Linked DNA regions of Mus musculus: region 2 is linked to region 1. A link is a contact called in public Hi-C data. All regions are on one chromosome and are shown on one strand. Each heading gives the region's core, a stretch centred on a gene start, on an enhancer-like site or on the middle of the called end of the contact. The rest is flanking DNA. Distances are from core to core; before and after follow the strand shown.

Region 1 (3,954 bases), core at 880-3,379:
ATATACTTATAATTGCAAGAACAAATACTAAAATAGGTATTAAGTATATGAAATTGATATAATTTTATTTGGACTTTAAAATGGCATTTATCTTAGTTTTAAATTTAAATTAAAGACCTTTTTATCTTATTGAAATTAATATGGATATCTTTGTATATTGATCTAAACTGATATTATATTCTATTTGAAAATTCAATATACAAGAAAAGTTACTATTGTACCAAATTAAATAGATTCACTGATCTTTTTTATTAGTTCTTTGAGAGTTTGAAGTTTCCATACAAATATGTTTTGATCATAATCACCCAAGGCATCCAGCCCTGTATCACCTCTTTTAAAAGTATTCTTCGAGATCAAATTGTGTTCCCAAATGTTTGTGGACATGTGGCCTTCCACTGGAACGTGGTCAACTTATTCCTCCCTCTCCCTGCAGCTGACAATCACTATCCCTCTACAGTTAAGGATGGGCTTATGTAGAGTCTAATGCTTCTAATTTTGCCAAATTATTCAAAATAAACAATGGATATACTTAAGATAATTTGATTAAATGGGCTGAGTTTCCCTGTTTAAGATTGCATTTACAAGAAAGAACAGTAAAGCATCTTCGTGTTGTTACCTATAAATGCCTCTCCTCTGCTCCTTAGGATTTTGTCTACCATTTCATAGTCTTTGTCTTCTACTTCGGAGCGTTTTTACTGGAAGCAGCGGCCACCTCCCTGCATGACCTTCAGTGCAACACAACCATGACTGTGAAGCCACTACTCAACGACAACCAGTATAACATCAACGTGGCCGCCACAGTAAGTGCACCATAGGAAAAGCATCGTCCTTTCATGGTCCAGCATCCAGGAGACTCCTCGGGCATCAGTGGCCTTTTAATAGTAGCCTTTAGAATCAAATGTATAATAGCTATTTATGTATCTATTTTGTTGTCCTGTGAGCAAAGTCCTCTCATCACTCCCATTATGTGTGACTGTACTGCAGACCAACCCTGTTGACATTATCTGGGAAGGCAACAAGTCTATTAGTGCTTGATTTTATAAAAAGAATGCACTCTAGTGTTCTCTCTTTGTAAAGTTCAGACCTGGTGAGGGGACTTTGCTCTTTTTAACCTTGTGCCCATTTTCAACTTGGATTATTGGCTGCATATTCACCGTGGGTCTGCCAAATAGAAGGGTGTTTTCTCAGGGTGGGGCTGACATGAACAAGTATCAGTTCTTAGTGTTGGGGTCAGTGCTGGTGAGCGGGAAGGCAAATTCACCAGTCACTGTGACAGATGGGATACAGGAGAAAGCCTTCTCTGGGGACTTTAAAACATGAATCCTCTCTCATTCATACACTGTAGTGAACCTGTCATTTTGTATTAAATAGTGAAAAGAAATAATAATTTTTTGTTTTCATGGATAATTTTTTTGGGGGGGGAGGTCGGAGGTGGTTTGAGAGATAGGCTTTCTCTGTTTAACAGCCTGGCTCTCCTGAAACTCACTTGGTAAACCAGGTTGGTCTCATGGATAATTTTTAAAACTACTACAAATTGAAACTGCTTTCTGAAATGAAGCATCTTAATTGATGTTAAATAGTTCCTATAGTGCATTACCGGACCTAGTATCTTTTCCTCTTTAGTTTTGGAAGTTTCTAGACTGTTCTTTTCCAGATATGCTTCTTCTGAAAACCTGTGTCTTTGTCCCCCCTGCCAGAGGGGAGCTACCTCGATGCGTAGACCAATGCTTCAAGTCTTTCATGGCGTTCCATTTTTTTCCACTCACTCCAGTCCAGTCAGAACTCCAGGTCTTGAGTTTTCAGCAGCTGAAATTGCTCATGCATTCATGTGTCCCACTGGGCTAAGTGTTTCCCTTTCCTTTTTCACTCAGTAGAGTTGAGGATAGAGGCAATTCCCTCTCACTATTGACAAATTCCCAAAGCAATTATTCTCACTCAGAGGGCATTGTCGATATTAAAAATATATTACCAAAACAAGCAAAATGGGAAGGGTTAATTAAACTGTGACAAAAATTTCTGTGAATGGATCTGTCCTCCCTTCTCAGGCTGCAGTTTCCTGGTTAGGAATCTCTACCCTTGCCAGGTACCAGGCGATGGTGACACATGCCTTTAATCCCAGTACTTGGGAGGCAAAGGCAATCGATCTCTGAGTTTGAAGCCAGCCTGGTCTATTGAATGAGTTCCAGGACAGCCAGAACCACACAGAAAAACCCTGTCTTGAAAAACAAACAAAGGAATCTCTGCCCTATAGAGTCATATTTTATCATTTTGAATTGGCCTGGAATCGTCTCTCCTTTGACTCATAGCCTCTGAATGTCATTTCTGGACAATGGGTACTATTTGTTTATCTGCACCAAGCACAGTGATGTATGCACAGCGGGTGTTAATGACGCCAACCGTGACACCAAGGAAACAGCTCCAAGAGGGCTTGGCCTGGGACAACTGTCTCCCACCTGAGGAGGAACAGAACTCAGAACACATTCCTATGGGTTTTGTCTACTGAGTTCTAAAGATGACAGAAATGATTTGATGTGTCCTTGGGGTCTGATAGTTACTGTCTTCTTAGCTATGAAACTACTGGATGATGAGATAACTCAGAGTGAATTTTTTAATACACTGCCTAGGGTTTCATAAATACTTAACAAGTAAGCTTGACATGTGAGCGAATGGTGAAAGTAAGGCTGCCTGCAGATATGAAAGCTAAGAGCTATAGTGTACAAAGGGAGGGCCAGCTCTGGGAGGTAACGAAGCAAAGTCATCGAAACACAGATCACTCTAAACTCTTGTCCTGTTGAAGTATCTACAGGTCAGTTGTCGAGGATTTGTTCAGTGGTCTCTCAGGATGCAACTTCTAAAAGTCCATGTTGTGAATCTGATGACAGTGTTTCTTTTTCCTTTTCTTAGGTTTTTGCCTTCATGACAACAGCTTGTTATGGTTGCAGTTTGGGTCTGGCTTTGCGAAGATGGCGACCGTAACACTCCTTGGAAACTGACAGTTGTGTGCTGGTTTCATTTGTCTACTTTATATGTCTGATCACTTGGGTACCATTTGTCCCAATATAACATTCCAAACATTGTTAGCTTAGTACAGAGAGGACCTCAGTGCAAGCTGTGGTTTGTTACATGGGTGGGATTTTCATTTTGTTCTGATGTTAGAGAAGTATCCTTTCCTTTTTCATCTCTCGTTTCTTTTTAAATGCATTTCCATTGTATATTCTTAAAATACACAGGCACTGTTCACAAAACAATAGTATTCCTTTTTTTTTTTTTTGGTTGAGTCACCCGAACCTTAATAATAGTAAATAACTAAAACAATACATCTCATGCAGGCTTCTCATCTAATTCTATCTTTAGTATAAAACAGGAAATGATACACATGTTTTTTTTACAAAAAGGCCAGGTAGCACATATGTAGGCTTTAATAGGCCATATAGCCTCTGTGGCAATTGTTCCATCCTATGATAACATAAAAGCAGCTACAGATGATGTGTAAATAAATGTCTGTATCCTAATAAAGCTTATTTCAAAAAGGGAGCAAAACTGGATGTGGTCTACAGACCATAATTTTATCAACTACTGCCATAAAAACCTTAGGTGTTCTGTGTTCTATTGAACTAATCATGAAACCTCATTAGACAAGCCACATAACATATTTTGTTTCATTATGCATCAATCACATTGCCTTTGTTTAATAGTCAAATATTACCCTTGGAAGGTCATATAATTTCTCAAGCTAACCCCAGCAGAGCCTTGGATGAAGAGCAAAATAAGGTAGGAAATAAACTCCAAACTAATGATTTCCTAATAGCTCAGCAAGGCACTCACACGAGAGTACTTAAGACATGATCCCCAGAGGCAATTAATCACTACTGGATCTAGTATCTTGCTACTGATGTCTTTCTTTTGGTTTATTTATGCCATAGACTGTGGTTGTTTGGCCTATGCATGAATATA
Region 2 (3,622 bases), core at 538-3,037, 270 kb after region 1:
TTTTATATAAACTAGACAACTTCACCAAGTTTTTTTTTTTCTGTTCCTTGGTGCCCCCAGCATTTAAGGTCCTGCAGAGGACATAGTCAGCCAAGCTATTTAGGGCATGTCTCTTATGAAACAATTCTACATAAATTTTAGTCTATTCTATGTGGTTCCAATAATTTCTGAGTTTCATATCATTCTTTTGTTCTTTTACAGTTACTGTAAGAGATTACATGCTGTGTGCGCGTCTGTTTTCTAGTGACGAGTTTCTAGGGAACCACCGTTTTCATGATCTTCTCATGCTTAGCTATTAACTATTATAAACTATTGACCAGCTCAAGAGCACATCGACTTATTCAATTAGTACTACAGGCATATTCATCACACTTATCTTGTAATCGAAGTTAGAACAAGAATGAGTGAGAAAACACTACTTCCAGGTCTATGTAAAAAAATGACTAAATTTGTGGCAGCTGACTCTGTAGAAGTGGCAAAGCCCCCAGACATGCTCTACAGCAGACTCCAAAGGAAAGGGTGGTCTCCTGATCTGGAAGAGACTTTTGATGGAGGCAAACACCAGTTGGGTTTTGAGCGATGTGAAGCATGTCCACACCAACAGAGGTTTTGAGATTAACACTTCCAGGGGCCTTCCACAAACACTGCAATCACATCAACCAGGACCACCTCAGCAACACCCTACCTGTATTTCAAGTTGCTCAAGGGATAAAAGATAGAGACGAGAATATTGCCATAAAACTTGTGCACAGTGATGCATGAGAAACTAAAAGAAGACCCAGGAACTAGAGATAAAGTTCTTTCTATTCTCATTAGTTATCTACTACACAGACACACACATACACACACACACACACACACACACACACACACACACACACACCATTTAAACAATGAGATTTCCAGCCCAGATTTCTCTTAGTAATGACCAAGAATCTTAAAGGATTTCCAGGTGCCAAATAAGCACTTGCAAAGACAAAGAGAGACAGGTTCCCCTTGTTACCTTGCAACATGCCATCTGCGTTCCACCAATAAATGGAGATCCTCGATTCTCCGATTGTTGGCATAGTGCAAACGTTTGGGAAGGTGCTGTTTCATGTAAGGCTTAAAGTGCTGATCTGGTTTTTTACACTGAAATATAAGTGAATATTGGTCTTATGGAGGGAGGTTTTCTACCAAAAAGAAAAAAAAAATCCCAGGCTGTCTCTTGAAAACCATGCTAGCCCAACAAAAGGATGGTTACTAAACAAATGGAACGTGTTAGCCCTTATTACATAATGTATGCTAAAAGCATACAGGTTCCTAGGGAGTTAGACAACTTTAGAAATAAGTCATAGGCTATCAGAAGGGGGAGGAATTCTTAATTACTGACTCTTGAGCCCAAGACTGAAGGCAGTTTAAAACTCAAGGTCTTTCCCAACTGCTTCAAATCAAGGAGTGGGAGGCACGGTGAAAGGAGAGGGGTAGACATGTGCAGGCCTATCTGATGATAAGCTCAAGGGCTTTGAAGTCTCTATCTGGGACCAGGGGAAGTAGAAGATGGGGGCAGATCTGTTTGAGAGTAAGTCAAGATTTGATTAATCATGAGCAAATACTGCTCGGCTTAATAAGAAGAACAAAGCCTCAGTTTGGATCATCGCCAAGACCATTGGGGAGTCTTCAGCTGACCTCGGTCCAGAAGTTTTGAAAGCTTAGGAGAAACAAATACACGGGACTGCAGGTCAGTGAGGAAAATGTTCCTAACCACCCACCAGGAAGGCAAACATGGGCAGGTGAGCGTATCGAAGCTGCTCCAAGGGCAGAGGCCTTGCAACACTTACCGTGAGGTTAGCAATAATGGCTTTAGGGTCATCTGTGCAGAGAAAGGGAAAAAGATTTCAAAACACAATCACAGAGAAAAGTGATTTTTTGTTTTTAACAGAGACTTGATACTTCCACCCCTTTGAGTGTCATTTTGAACAGATGTGTAATTGGGTGTAAGTGTCTCGTATTCTAATAACAGGAGTAGCTAAACCAGTGGAACAAAGCCCACAGCTCTTGCAACGTATGATGCTGGCCTGCTGGTCTAGAAAGGAAGTCGTCTTCCAAAGCTCAAGGGTACTGCTTGGTAACGGGCTTCAAATTTTCCCAAACAGATCCCTGTGCAGCCCTCACATGAATTTACTGACAGTTTCATGCCAGGAACTGATCTGGCCATCTTTAAGGGTCTTTTATCATCCCCTCCTGTTCCCCTGCAATGCTCTGGAACAAGGAACCAATCACGGTGAGATGAGATTCTAATGCAGCACATACGCAGTTTCTGTGGTGATATCACAGGTCTAATTACATAGGTGAACACTCCTCTGCAGCTGTAGGCTCACATGTGTGTAGCCGTGTGTGTGTGTGTGTGTGTGTGTGTGTGTGTGTGTGTGTGTGTTTACTGCCAGGAGACAAAGACTATTTCAGCCTACACTCAGAACTAGACTAAAGTACGGAATGAAAGCTGTATGCATCCTGGATCTTACTGTCAAGGTGGCCCTCTGTGGGGATTGTATGGAAAATGAGATTGTAGGCTGTTTGTTTGCAAAAGTAAAAGGGCACTTCAGTATGTCATTATAGAATCAGGAAAAAGGGAAGAGCAATATTCAGAGGAGACTCTGTGTGTGTGTGTGTGTGTGTGTGTGTGTGAGAGAGAGAGAGAGAGAGAGAGAGAGAGAGAGAGAGAGAGATTCACTGCTCTGGTCCCCGGGGATTGGTGCTTAGTAAGTACTACATAAACACATCTGCTCAAAAACAATAATAAGCATTTGTTGATATTCTACCTAAATTTTCGTGGCTGCATCTAATGGGCAGCAAGCAAGCGATCATGACAATAATATTTGAGTCCATGCTGTGCACCCATTTCTCTCAAAGAGCTTTGAGAGGTACTTCTGTGATCATTCATTCATAATGATAACAGGATGATCAGAATCTTCAATCAGCCAATTAGATTTAGAAGGTAAGGGGGCTTGCACGCTGGAGCACGGTCCACAGTCTCACTGATCCAGCCATGTTCTGAACTCTACACGCTTTGGCCTTGTGAAACAGTCTTCACAGGGGCTAAACAGAATAAATCCATGTCTTTTGATAGTTTAGAGCAGTTCTCAACCTTCCTAATGCTGTGACCCTTTAATACAGTTCCCCATGTCATGACCTCCCAACCATAAAATTATTTTCATTGCTACTTCATAACTGTAATTTTGCCACTGTTGTGAATCATAATGTAAATATTTTTGGAGATGGATGCATGACAAAGGGGTAGCAACCCACAGGTTGAGAACTGCTGATGTAGAGAAATCAAAAACACGGGGCAACTTCATCCACAGACACTTCACAGAGAATTCTTAGGAAACACCAAAGGCATTTGTATGAGACAACAATCCTTCAAGTCTAAACTCATCATTTCCTGAACCCAGGCTATTGTGAATGAGGAAAAGAAGCTGATAAAGGGTGGCCAGTTGCTTCAGCCAGCAACGTGCTTGTCACCATGCCTGACAACCTGAGTTTCCTTCCCAGAACCAACGTAGTGGAAGGAACAGACTAACTCCCACAGGTTTTCCTTACACCTCCACACATGTGTTGCGACACATGGCACTGTTGTGCA

Evidence for each region. Hi-C and Micro-C count contacts between places; a contact is called where the count stands out from the background.
Region 2: a contact with region 1 is called in a Hi-C map of liver, with 2.3 times the contacts expected there. The contact joins two enhancer-like sites. A contact is called at or near these places in 2 of 484 Hi-C or Micro-C datasets (cortical neurons and liver) and 1 of 115 datasets of contacts at active chromatin or transcription factors (pancreatic cancer cells).

Annotation. Positions count from the first base shown.
Region 1 is chr15:54,597,767-54,601,720 of GRCm38.p6, forward strand. It overlaps Mal2 (mal, T cell differentiation protein 2), which reads left to right. Exons shown (of 4, transcript NM_178920.4): 3 at 645-800; 4 at 2,905-3,954. The coding sequence ends at 2,976. Among named protein-coding and RNA genes, the nearest start is that of Mal2, 28 kb to the left of the region's middle. Within about 2 kb of position 2,130, at least 6 of the 459 cell types and tissues checked have an H3K27ac peak or open chromatin away from gene starts, as enhancers often do. A contact at or near this core is called in liver, where this site is marked.
Region 2 is chr15:54,864,909-54,868,530 of GRCm38.p6, forward strand. It overlaps Enpp2 (ectonucleotide pyrophosphatase/phosphodiesterase 2), which reads right to left. Exons shown (of 25, transcript NM_015744.4): 14 at 1,821-1,852; 15 at 1,004-1,131. Among named protein-coding and RNA genes, the nearest start is that of Enpp2, 53 kb to the right of the region's middle. Within about 2 kb of position 1,788, at least 16 of the 459 cell types and tissues checked have an H3K27ac peak or open chromatin away from gene starts, as enhancers often do. A contact at or near this core is called in liver, where this site is marked.